2 separate regions of the Mus musculus genome follow, and region 2 is linked to region 1. The links are chromatin contacts, called in public Hi-C maps. All regions are on one chromosome and are shown on one strand. Each heading gives the region's core, a stretch centred on a gene start, on an enhancer-like site or on the middle of the called end of the contact. The rest is flanking DNA. Distances are from core to core; before and after follow the strand shown.

Region 1 (5,745 bases), core at 1,106-3,605:
GGAAATGTCACCTGAAATGGAGTTTCATAGCTTCAAATCACATAACAGCTAGCCTGGCATCAGTTGAGGTAGGTGTGACTCAGTGGTAGTGATACCCATCATAATGAGAAATAGAAGCAGGGCTTCAATGTCCCTATGCCACCAAGAAGTCGGTATTTCTAATAAAGGCAATGCATGAGGGTAGAAGTGGGTAAGGGTGAGAAAGGGGAGGTTGCTATCTTGGAGGTTAATGAAGACAAACAATAATGATAGCATGCTTCCCTAGACAAATAATTAAGGTGGGAAAGCAACCAAAAGAGGGGACTAAAGGCCAGCTCTATCATGAGGTTCCTATTTGAGTTTTGAGTGTCCATCTACCATTGAGAGAGGGACCTACAGTTAGGGCAGCAGGAAGATTTTTTTCCTTGGTGACCCACGGACCTTAGGAGTGTCTTCCCCGGTGTGATTTGTGCCAAAGTGGGGCTATATTAGGATGTGAAAATAGAAGCATTTATAAAGATCTGATTTGTGTATAAAATTGCGCCACCCTGAAATGAGTAATGAAACTGTGCTTATAATTATGCACCTGCTCCTCGAATATAGCCCTTAATTTCTATTCTTGGAGTCATCAGGTTCTATTACCCCCTTGCCTAAATGATTGCAGTAACCTTCTAACTGGCCACCTGCCTTCGGTCTCTTCTCAGTCAAACGCTTCCTCTTGCTCCCCACTGCCTACTAAGCATGCAACATGACAGCCAGCATCCTCTGTGATCTGTATCCAAAGCTGCATTTCTAGACACCATTGCTTCCTTCCATGTGCTTGAGACTTCAGCCAAATTGGCTAATCACCGTTCCCCAAACATCCTCCAGTGTGGTGTTTCTAAAATGCAGACAGGATCTGGTTATTGCCCTACTTAAAACTCGTCCCAACTTCCTTTTATTGCTCCATAGGAATCATCCTGAAGTCCTTGGTCTACAAACCCTCTGCGCCTCGCTCCTGCAAAGTTCTTCCTCCTTATCTCCGACCACCAGACCCCAGTCCACTGCCCTCAAAACCTAAACCCAGCCATCTGGATCTACTTTAAATTATCTGGACAGGTCAACCCATTTCTTGCCCTTGGGGTTTAGTTAAAGCTTTCCTGCTATGTTATATTTTAGTCTACTCACAAGGCCCCATGTTCAACACAATAGAAAAAGTTTCCTTTTTAAGTGCAAGGAAATCGGCTGCACAGAAACCTCCCCAGCTCAGGAAACCCTGCTCAACCTTCTTACATACATCCACCACTCATTCCTCATGCTACCTCAGTGCCAAGTACATGTTTTTGACATCGAAGCTATCTTTTTAAAAATTAACCATTTCCTAAGATGCCCGTGATGTCCTTCGGGACTGGGACAATGTTTATATAACTCTATGAGGTTAGCAGTTCACACAGTACAGAGTACAGTCCAAAACCTCCTTCGGTCCCAAGGCCTGTGAATTAATTGCTTACTATGCTAAATGGATATTTGCAGAGAGGATAAAACATGACAGGTACTCCTAATCTATATGCCATTGCTGTGAAATGCTAAGGTAATTCCTCTCTCTCTGTCTCTCTCTCTTCCTCTCTCTCTGTCTGTCTGTCTGTCTCTGTCTCTCTCTCTCAAAAGGAGCACTGTGTATATTGTAAAGCGATACTTCTCAAACTTTAATGTGCCCTAGAGTCGTACACGTGTCTTGGGAAACCAGTGCCACTTCAGTACGTCTGAGTCGAAACAGTGATTCTGCATCTCTGACAAGCTCCTCAGAGATGTCACGGTATTCATTTGGCAGAGGCCACTGTGGAGGAGGATTTCATGTGGGAGGTTCAGAGATGGATGACACGGGGGACAGAACTCACTGGAAGGGTAGGGCTGCTTACTGGTTTCTGCTGAGGTTGCCAGGCACATACCCATGCAGGCTTTAATTGAGGCTGTGCTAGAGCGAGTTGTCTTTACTGCTTTTTATTACTCTTTAAATGAGGCCCCTAGTGCCAAGCTTTTCCCCTGCTCACTCCCCCAGCGTGATTCAGCCTGTGTGATTTTCTCTGTAGAAGAGCTCCCCAGATGCCGTTTTTTTTTTTTTTTTTTTTTAAACTGACCTGAAGCTGAGTTCTCCTGTCTGCTTCCCATAAATTTAAACCATCTCTGTCTTCATTATCGAAGCCCTGGAAATCCAATCTTTCCCGTCTTCAGAATCCTCCCCCAGCTGCCTAAATTGTTTCGCCTCCATTTTCATCCCAGACAGCTTTTCTCTTCCCGGCGAGCACCCCAGCTTCACCTCTGCCAAGGCTGGTACCCAAGCAGCCGCTGCTGTGATTGATATGTGCAGCTCTCATTCGGAAAGCTGCACTGTGCTCCCTACCCGCTTTCAGAGCAACCTGAAACAGGCTGGAGTTTTGAACTGCAGGGTGGCCCAGGAGAACACAAGGGCTCCGTACTGTTGACTGATCAAATGTCATGAACGAAAGGCAAATGTAGGAGAGATGCTGGAGATTTGACCGCAGCTGTAAGAGCCTGCGGATGCTGGCAATATGATGCTGCCAATGCTTTGCTAGTGTCAGTTTATAATTAGAGATGCCATATGAAGGGGGAATTTTGACATTTACTGCTACTAGTTTACTTTTTCAGTGATATCTAGCTCCGTATTACAGTTCTGTCTCTCTTCTGGAAAAGTTGAGTAAATCTAGAGGTGTCATAATCAATCAAGAAAGTCATAAGAGCATATCATGTCTAAAACGCATATTTATGAACACATACAGATATATATTCTATAAAGCATATAGATTGTTAGTACTCATTTAATTGTATTTAAAATTTTATAAAATTAAGGTGTAAAATATAGTTTAGAAGGTTAAGTGGCCATAGTTTGTTTGTTTGTTTGTTTGTTTGGTCCACCAGTGTTCAATGAACCTACATATATATTTTAAACACCAAATAATGAACTTATTGAAGTCTCTTAATTGATACTTGCATGTTCTCTCAAACTGTATGTAAGTTGAGTCCCTAAATATCAAATATCTGACATGCTGTTTAAAATACAAACCTGTTTGATTAGTTTGACACTGATGGAATTAAAATTAGCTCCATTTTCCTATTGGTTATAGGTTGGCATATTCTTTAGTAGTTGAGTTTGGAGCTTATAATCATTTTGGAAGAGGTTTTGGTTTGAATCAGCTCCTTGAAGCAGGGAAGATCAAGCAACTTTGTATATGAATGCTGGAAACTTCTAAACATAATTTGCTCACATTTTCAAGCCCAGATATATCAGTACAAGCAATGTATCTTTAACATCTGCAGAACACCTGCATCCATTAAATGCTCCCCCTTTCAACCCAATCTTTCTCAAGCAGGGATAGGCAATCACAGAAGAAAAAAGTCTTGGAAGGAATTACAACCCTCAATGTAGAAAACAATCATGAGTTGTAGGATTTTAGAGTTGGAATAAACTGTAATTCAACACACCACTAGAGTGAAATATAATAATTATTCTCAAACACCACATGCGCGTACGTGCGTGCGCACGCGCACACACACACACACACAAATACACACATTCTTTCTCTTTCCTTTGGCCTTTTCTAGGGACTCCCTCTGTTCACATGTTCAGCTGTTTCAAGTTGCCCCACAAGTAGCTGATCTCCTGCTCATCTTTCGTTTGTTCCTCTGGGTTTTATTTCAGATAAATTAATAGGGTAGGACTGTTGTTTGGTTGCCTAGTGACCTCTTTATGTGACAGAATTTGCCCTTGTCATTGCTCCATATATTTTTCATCTCACACTGAATTCTGACCTATGTTTCTTTGATTGAGCCTTTTTGTTTATGTCCCTCTGGCTGTACCATCAAGGACAGAGGTCTAATGCATGCTTGGCTTGTTTTCTGACGTCCCCCCTATTATCTGTAAGTTCTGAGCAGTTTGTCTTATTTTCTTATCCTGTGTCCTGTCTCACGTACCCAGCTTGTTTTCATGCCTGGTAGTTTCGGATCAGATGTCAGACATTGTATGTTTTCACCTTATTTGAACCTGTGTAACCTATAAAATAGTCTTGAGAGGTTTTTCTTGAGCGCAGTTGAGTTACTTGGGAACATGGTAGTTTTTAAATCATGTTAGGCCAGAGGACAGCAATGGTAACATCAGAGCAGAATTTTTACCCCCTGCTAATGAGGTGAGGTCCTTCTGTGTGCGCTCCCTGATTAGGAACAGCAGTATTCTTTACCCCATGTAAGCACTGGGCAGCCTATTAATCCCTACTCACTGTTTCAGGTGATTTATTCCTTAGAATGGAGAATACGAATGATCATTGTTCAAATGAATCCTCAGAGAACCTTCTGTGAATGTGGGGGTGGGGGCACATATAGTGAACTTTTATTGAATTCCTTGAAAATTTTATTCATGTATATAAGGCATTCTGGAACTCCCCACTTCTGTTAGTTCCTTGTCCATACATGTCCTTTCCTTCCTGGTCCTATTTTATTGGTTTCTCTTCAGTTTAACCACTGAGTTTAATCAGTGATGTATGTGTGACCAGTGAGTTTCAACTTATCCTTTGGAATCTGGCTGGCTCCCCTGTAGGAACACAAATGAAGACCATGACTGCCTTTCTCTCAGAATACAGCAATAGCCTATAGTTTACCAAGGTATGGTATGGTTCTGTGAGTCTCTCTCTGATCCATGATTGACTGATGATGGGCCCAGTCCTGTGCAGGCCCAGTGCACACAGATGTAGCTGCTTTGAGATGATGATTGTAATAGTTATGCCATGCCCAGAAGATAGCATTTCACAGACCCTTCCCTATGTTTTCTGACTCTTACACTCTTCCTTTCCCCCTCTTCTGCAGTATCCCATGAACCTTAAAGAAATGATATAAATGTCCTGTTTAAAGGTGAGAAATCAGCCATAATTTATTCTCAGTACCTTCTGCAGTCATGAGTCTGTATTTTCCAAAGTTCATTGCAAAGAGAAGCTTCCAAAAACACAAGCTCTTGCCATCCTCTAAAAGTTCAAGAGATCTAATTGATAATACCCTATTGCTGAACACACTACAACTTTCATTACAACATGTAGAGAAATGGAGATGAAACTGAACTGGAAACTTCCCCCTTCTAGCTAGCTTTTATAGTATTATGCAGGCAGCTGGAAGAAACAAGATCTTACTCAGCTATGAACCCTAAAACCTACAGTACTAACCTACCTGGCAAGATGTGACCACTGTGTCATAGTGGCATGAGTGTTGTAGCAATAACCAACCATTCTCTGATTGGATTCGAGGCCTACTTCTCAGGAGGGCATTCATGACTAACACTGTCAACCCTATGACCCATGGATGAAGAGGTCATAAGGCCTAGGAGTAAGTTACTGTGATTCTTTAGATACAAGTGACAAGACGCTAAGCTGGCTTTTATGTATTTTTGAAGTTTTATCTGTATCTGCTGCATTTACTTACTTGACCATATGTTACATACCATGATTGTCCCAGATTCTCAGGTCTATTTCCTCAAATCAGCCAGTCCTCTACTCTACCTGAATCCCTTTGTACAGCCTTACAGACTCTCTCTAGTCAACAAACTGAGGCAGTTGAAATTTCATTCATCTACATGTGATATCAGAGGAATCCATACCCTACACAGAAACTATGAACTTACGATCAGTGCAAAGCTAATTTGGAACATATATATGTAAAACACTAGCAGATACATATACATTCACACAGATAAAAAATGATAGCAAAATATTATTACTAGTGATAGAT
Region 2 (5,745 bases), core at 972-3,471, 290 kb after region 1:
GCTATAGACACTAAGGAAGACAGGCCCATCTCATCTCTCCTAATACTTCAGCAGTTAAAGGGATTGTGTCGTGTAGAAGACAGCCTAGAACCAGAACAGCCCACAGTGCCACTCCAAGGTGACAGAATCACCCTTACAGCTCCCCAGATCAGGTCCTGGAGCCACAACTCTGGTCATCAGTGAAACAGTGGAAAACTTTGGTTGAATGGAAGACTATAGAGAATACAGCGTGGAGGGGTCAGAGAGAAGGCCACATGGATGGAAGCACGGGCTGCTCATTCAGAAGTCTGGACCTGCATTCCTAGCACCCCTGTCAGATGGCTCACAACTGCCTGTAACTCTGGTCCCAAAGCATCTGAGTTCTTGGACCTCTGCAGTCATCCACACACATATGCACATACACACAGAGACATGTTTTCATAAATAAGAAATAAGTCTTTAAAACCAAGAAAAGGCAAGGTTTAATGACTAAGATCTGGCACCTGGACAAGATGTCACCAAGAGATAGTTTCCTAGAAGAGTTGGCACCTTCCGGGGCAGTGACTGAGAGAGAAGCATGTTTCTACCTTACCCCTGGCTGTGATCAGCCTCCACGATAAACAGTTTATAGAAAAGCAAGCCAAGCAAGCACAATCTATTGTTTCTTGGTGAAAACCTAACAGGCCTACTATTTACTTGGAGCTTCACATCTGTTTCCATAGAGACATCACCTCTGCCTACCTAGTTTCCAACTCACCAAGTCTATTGTTTCTCAAGTTCAGCGGCATCAGGTTAAATAATATGATTCTTTCATAACTAGCTCCTAAGCCTACCTCAGAAATAGCTAATGGGTAGGCAGGCGGCCCCAGCTCCCACGGCGCAGCCTCACGATGATTAATGGAGTTTAAAACTGGGGATCGTTTGGAGAAAAGCATTAACGCAGGACCAATAACAAGGGCAGAGTCCTGATTTTTTTATGCTGTATCATGTCGTAGTTTTATATTAATAACAGAACTAGTCGTGTAGTTTTTAGCAGAGTGGTCACAGCTTAGCGTGGATCAATAATTAATAATGTATAAGGCTGGAAGGATAGATAGCTCAGTGGGTAGAGTGCCTACCATGTAAACAGGGGGCCTGAGTTTGAGTCTCTGAAAAACACACAGAACTGGGATCAGCAGCGCCCGTCTATAGTCCCAGGGCTCCTATGACCAGATAGGACGTGGAGACTGGAGGATTCCCCCAGAAGCTCACAAGCCAGATAGCCTGAGTTACTCAGCCACAAGCCACAGACGCCCTGTAGCAAACAAGGTGGACCATGAGAAGTAACACCCAAGGATGTCCTCTGACCTCCGTATACCCGCCATGGCACAATCACACACATGACTGCATATGCACGCGTGTGCAGACATTAAACGCACAAAAAATAGAGCATGTGGCCTATGGAAATAACTCAACTGACAGACAAAAAGTTGCACGTGAGTGACTTTAACCCAGTGCCTCACTCTTCTCATATAGATGGGAAATGATAATGGTGTTTCCAGGAAATGATGTAAGAGTATGAGAAGTCAGTCAGATGCATAGAACAGTGTCTGAGACATAATAAACACACGGTGTTGGCTTTGTGGGTTTGTAAATAGCATCCTTATCCATTTTCTAGTAGTAGCATCTAAGAGATACCAATTTCTCTCTTGGCAAATTGAAACTCTCAGGTTTCTCTTGCTTCTGAGACCTTAGAAGCAACTTGGGGATGAGATCACTCAAGGCAGGATTTGTAGCTAGAGAGAAGAGGTCTGTTTCTGACCTCGAGTCTCTGACCTATTTGAATAGGACATTTTTGCCCCTGAGCATTGCACCCAGTACAATCTCTGTACAGATGGACTTACAATAGATGTTTACAGAAATGAGGACATAGAGGTAGTGAGCTTCTCCTACGGATCAGTCAAATCCAAACCATCTAACCAATAACAGCTTTCTAATGAGGGGTGGATCCTTCCCAGCAGGAACCATGGGCCCATTGCTAGTACCAGACACTCAGTGTCACTGACGAGAATCAATGTGTTAAGTTCTCAGAGTGCCGGTTCTACGCCGTACATTCTAGCCACGTTGTTAATCTCCAGCTGGCATAGTCTTAAAGTGAGAAAGGCTTTGGCCCAAGCTCCGTGCTTTTGAATGTTTATCTATTCTACCTCCTCAGCCCCAAGGACTCTGCGTGAGAGTGTCACTAAGCTGGAGTCTGCCCTACAGAGCCACATGAAACTCTCACTGAGATGATCATAAGCCTCAACCAGCAGCTCTGTTGGGAGGCCGGGGGTGGGGGGAAGATACTAATTTCTCTCGGCTTCTCCAGTCACTGGAAGACTTTCAGCACTGTGTTTTATTCCAGCTCTTTGTTCCCATGAACAAGTACCATGCCAAACCCTTCAGCTGTGCGGAGTGGGCTCACTACTCAAAATGTCATCAGCAGATTCAGTTATCAGCATATGCTTTTAACTCCTCTCTGGTGTGTGTGTGTGTGTGTGTGTGTGTGTGTGTGTGTGTGTGTAGTGTGTACACATGTGCATGTCACTCATGGAAGACTTTTATGGGCCTCATTTCTTAGAACAGGGGTGCAAATGTGTATGCCCAAATCACATCGGAATGCAGAACTGCTTGCGATTTATTACCACATTTAAAGTACACACAAGATAAAGCCAAAATAATCCAAAGAGATGAGATACTCGGGGAAGGGACAGCGGATAAAATAGGGAGCCTTCATGCTAAGTTCTGATATAAATAATGCTCAGCAACGTGGCTATCAGAGCTGGTCCCCTCGTGGAGGCATCTGCCTCTTCATCCCATGTGACTAAGCCTTTTTATAGGTCTCAGGTTCCCATGGCTGTCCAGACATGTTTTGTACAGTGAGGATTAGAAACATGCCAGGGTCATAGCAGGGTAAGGTGGGAACAGATGAAAAGGAGGGGATGGTTCAGTGCGATTCCGACGACCACCGCGCTGTCACCCATGGCCACAGCAATGAAAGCGAGCCACCTTTCTGTCCATGCTACAGTTCCAGCACCAGCCCACAGAACAGAGGAGAGGGCGGCCATGCTGGCTCCTGCGTTTGTTCCTCGTGTAATGAGCAGCCGGCTCCTGGTGGGCAACTCTGGCAATCTCTCTCTATTAGGAGGCATCTGCCGCTCTGCTGTAGGGTCTCCTCTTCTTGTCATAGCAAGGAACTTTTTTCCCCCCTCATGAAAAAGAACATTTTACTCTGTGGGAAATCTGTTCCTTCTGCCTCTGCTTCTGCCCCCACCGGATGTTCTTATCGGCTCCTCGCAAGGGCACAGGCAATTATAGAGCGCTGCATCTTCACCCACACGATTCCAGGCAAATATTATAAAAAGCGTACAGATGGCTCTGGAGAAAAGTCTTCCTGCCGCTTCCAGCTCTTCCGCCTTAAGGAAGAGATAGCAGTTTCTTTTCAGTTAATACCCTCACTGTTCATTCAGTTAATCAGGGAACCAACAAACGTCTATTCAGTGTCTTGATGCTGGCACACCTGGGACCACAGGTGCGGCCTCAGCACCCACACGCTGGTCCTTCACCAAGAGAGGTTTCTCGTGGGCCACTGTGCCCCGGCCCAGAGCCCACATGACCCCTCTATAGCCTTGTCGCTTGCCTCTGGCTACCTTATCTTTTCCCCCCCTTTTCTCATTTTTTTTTTCCAAAAACATCAGCATCGTTTTGCTGCCTTGGGTTGAGCCTGCATCTTTTAACTGTGACCTACTCATTCAACCATGATTTACTTACAAAGGCCCCCATCACCAAAAAATAGAAATAAACATGACAATTAACTCCTATTGGTTTTTTGTATATATTTTGTGTCCTGTACATGTATACGTACATATATGAAATCTCATTTAATCTTTGCAACAATCTCATGAGGAAGAGGTTGCTATGATCCCATTTTAAAACTAAGTAAAAGAACTAGGCTCAAAATCACTTTTACCTAAAAGTCACCCAGTTACTTATAGCTGAAACTGTCATTTAGCCCTTCTCCCATAGCACTCAGCTGAGCAGTTACTATCTCCTAGTATTTCTGTAGCTAGCACCTCTGAGAACCAGCTTCCCTTTGTCTCATGGGCAGTAATGGCTGCCCAGCATTGAGGAGTCATGTCCACATTTAGGTTAAGGAAAGAAGAGGGATGATGTCATCCTGCTTGTGTCCCTCTCAGTGGGAATTCAGAACATTCCCAGAATCCTCTGCCAGCTTTCCTGTTACCTTTTATTAGCCAAATCATATTGTGTGGCCTCCACCAGCAGCAAGAGAAACTGGAAGGGTAAAAAGGCAATTAAAAAAAAAAAAAAAAAAAAAAACCTCTATAATGAAGGCAACAAGCTCAACGGAATCCTAGAATGCTTGTCATGCCAGTCAGATGTCAGTGTGTGTGCCACAGGTCATAACTGTTTAGACAGGATGGGAAACCACGCAAGGGCTCTAACCATTACGCTTTCCTGTGCTGCAGTGATACTGGACATTCCTTGATGAGTAAGAGGGACATGGATCTGTATCCGTAGACAGACACACACAAACCATCCACAAAACACAGGATTTCAAAATCCCCTAAATGCTAAAAGATAGAATAACAGATCTTCAAAATGTTTAAAATGGTTAGCAATTGCTTGATATTATTTTTATGGGCTGCAAGAACCCCTGCAGCCAATGTATGGAATTAGTCTTCAGTTGGTTTAAAGATTAGAAGACTTAGCAATACAATTATTATATTACTTATACCGTTATATTCCCTGTTAAAATATCAATGGTTTTTATTTTTTAGAGAAGTAGACAAATATTCTTATAAAATTCACAAATTATCAAGATGATTTTTAGGAAATAAAAAACTTGAAGCATTGTACTTACTATCTGGTCTTCAGATAGGTTGCAGAGTAATGGTGATTCAATCTGTACGTTGCTAAACTGGCCAGCGGTGCAACCCTGTAACCCTAGCATGCAAGAGGTAGAGATGGAAGGATCAAGTCCATTGCCATCCTTGGCTATATAATGCATTCACAGCCATCTTTGGGTGCATGAGACCTTGCCCCCAAAAATAGAGTCAAATAATCAGTTATAATGATACTTAACTTTTAGAGATCTAATGTATAACAATGAGCTGTAGTAAAAACACAGCATCATTTGCTTGATCTGTGCTAAGAAAGTAGATCTTGTGCATTCTTCATTTTAAAAGGAGATTAACGTGTGCTGTGGTGTTCTGGCTTGGTTGTAGAAGTCATTTCCCATTGTATATCAAATTAATCACACTGTGGGCCTCGGATGTAGCTTTTATTTGTCCGCTCTATTGATAAAGTCAGAAAACAAATGCACAAGGCTAGAGCTAGCACATGATTTGACAATCCAACTTTAGGATATTTATTCAAAATCACTGAAATCCAAATCTTAGAGAAATACATAAACAGGCTCCATTTATTTCCTGTGGCTGTGGAAAAAAAAAAAGCCTGCCAAGTGCAAGTTAGAGGAGGGAGGGTCTATTTTTCCCTCACATTTCCAGGCTACAGTCATCTAAGCGGGGACATCACAGCATCAGGACCCTGAAACCATTGATCATATCACACCCACAGCCAAGAGAAGAGAGAGATGAATCCATGACCCCCCCAAACCGGTGCCCAGCTTACCCTCTCTACTCACATCATTCAGGGTCCCCTGCCCAAGGACTAATACTACCTACGTGGCTGTCTTCCCACTACTGATATAATCAAGATAACTTCCTA

What was found. A called contact is a pair of places that touch in the nucleus more often than the background predicts.
Region 2: a contact with region 1 is called in a Hi-C map of cerebral cortex, with 3 times the contacts expected there. The contact joins two enhancer-like sites. A contact is called at or near these places in 1 of 484 Hi-C or Micro-C datasets (cerebral cortex) and 1 of 9 other capture datasets (embryonic stem cells).

What each region holds. Positions count from the first base shown.
Region 1 is chr10:90,430,351-90,436,095 of GRCm38.p6, forward strand. The region is part of intron 12 of Anks1b (ankyrin repeat and sterile alpha motif domain containing 1B); the gene reads left to right. Among named protein-coding and RNA genes, the nearest start is that of Anks1b, 560 kb to the left of the region's middle. Within about 2 kb of position 2,356, at least 41 of the 459 cell types and tissues checked have an H3K27ac peak or open chromatin away from gene starts, as enhancers often do. A contact at or near this core is called in cerebral cortex, where this site is marked.
Region 2 is chr10:90,720,945-90,726,689 of GRCm38.p6, forward strand. The region is part of intron 17 of Anks1b (ankyrin repeat and sterile alpha motif domain containing 1B); the gene reads left to right. Among named protein-coding and RNA genes, the nearest start is that of Apaf1, 360 kb to the right of the region's middle. Within about 2 kb of position 2,222, at least 29 of the 459 cell types and tissues checked have an H3K27ac peak or open chromatin away from gene starts, as enhancers often do. A contact at or near this core is called in cerebral cortex, where this site is marked.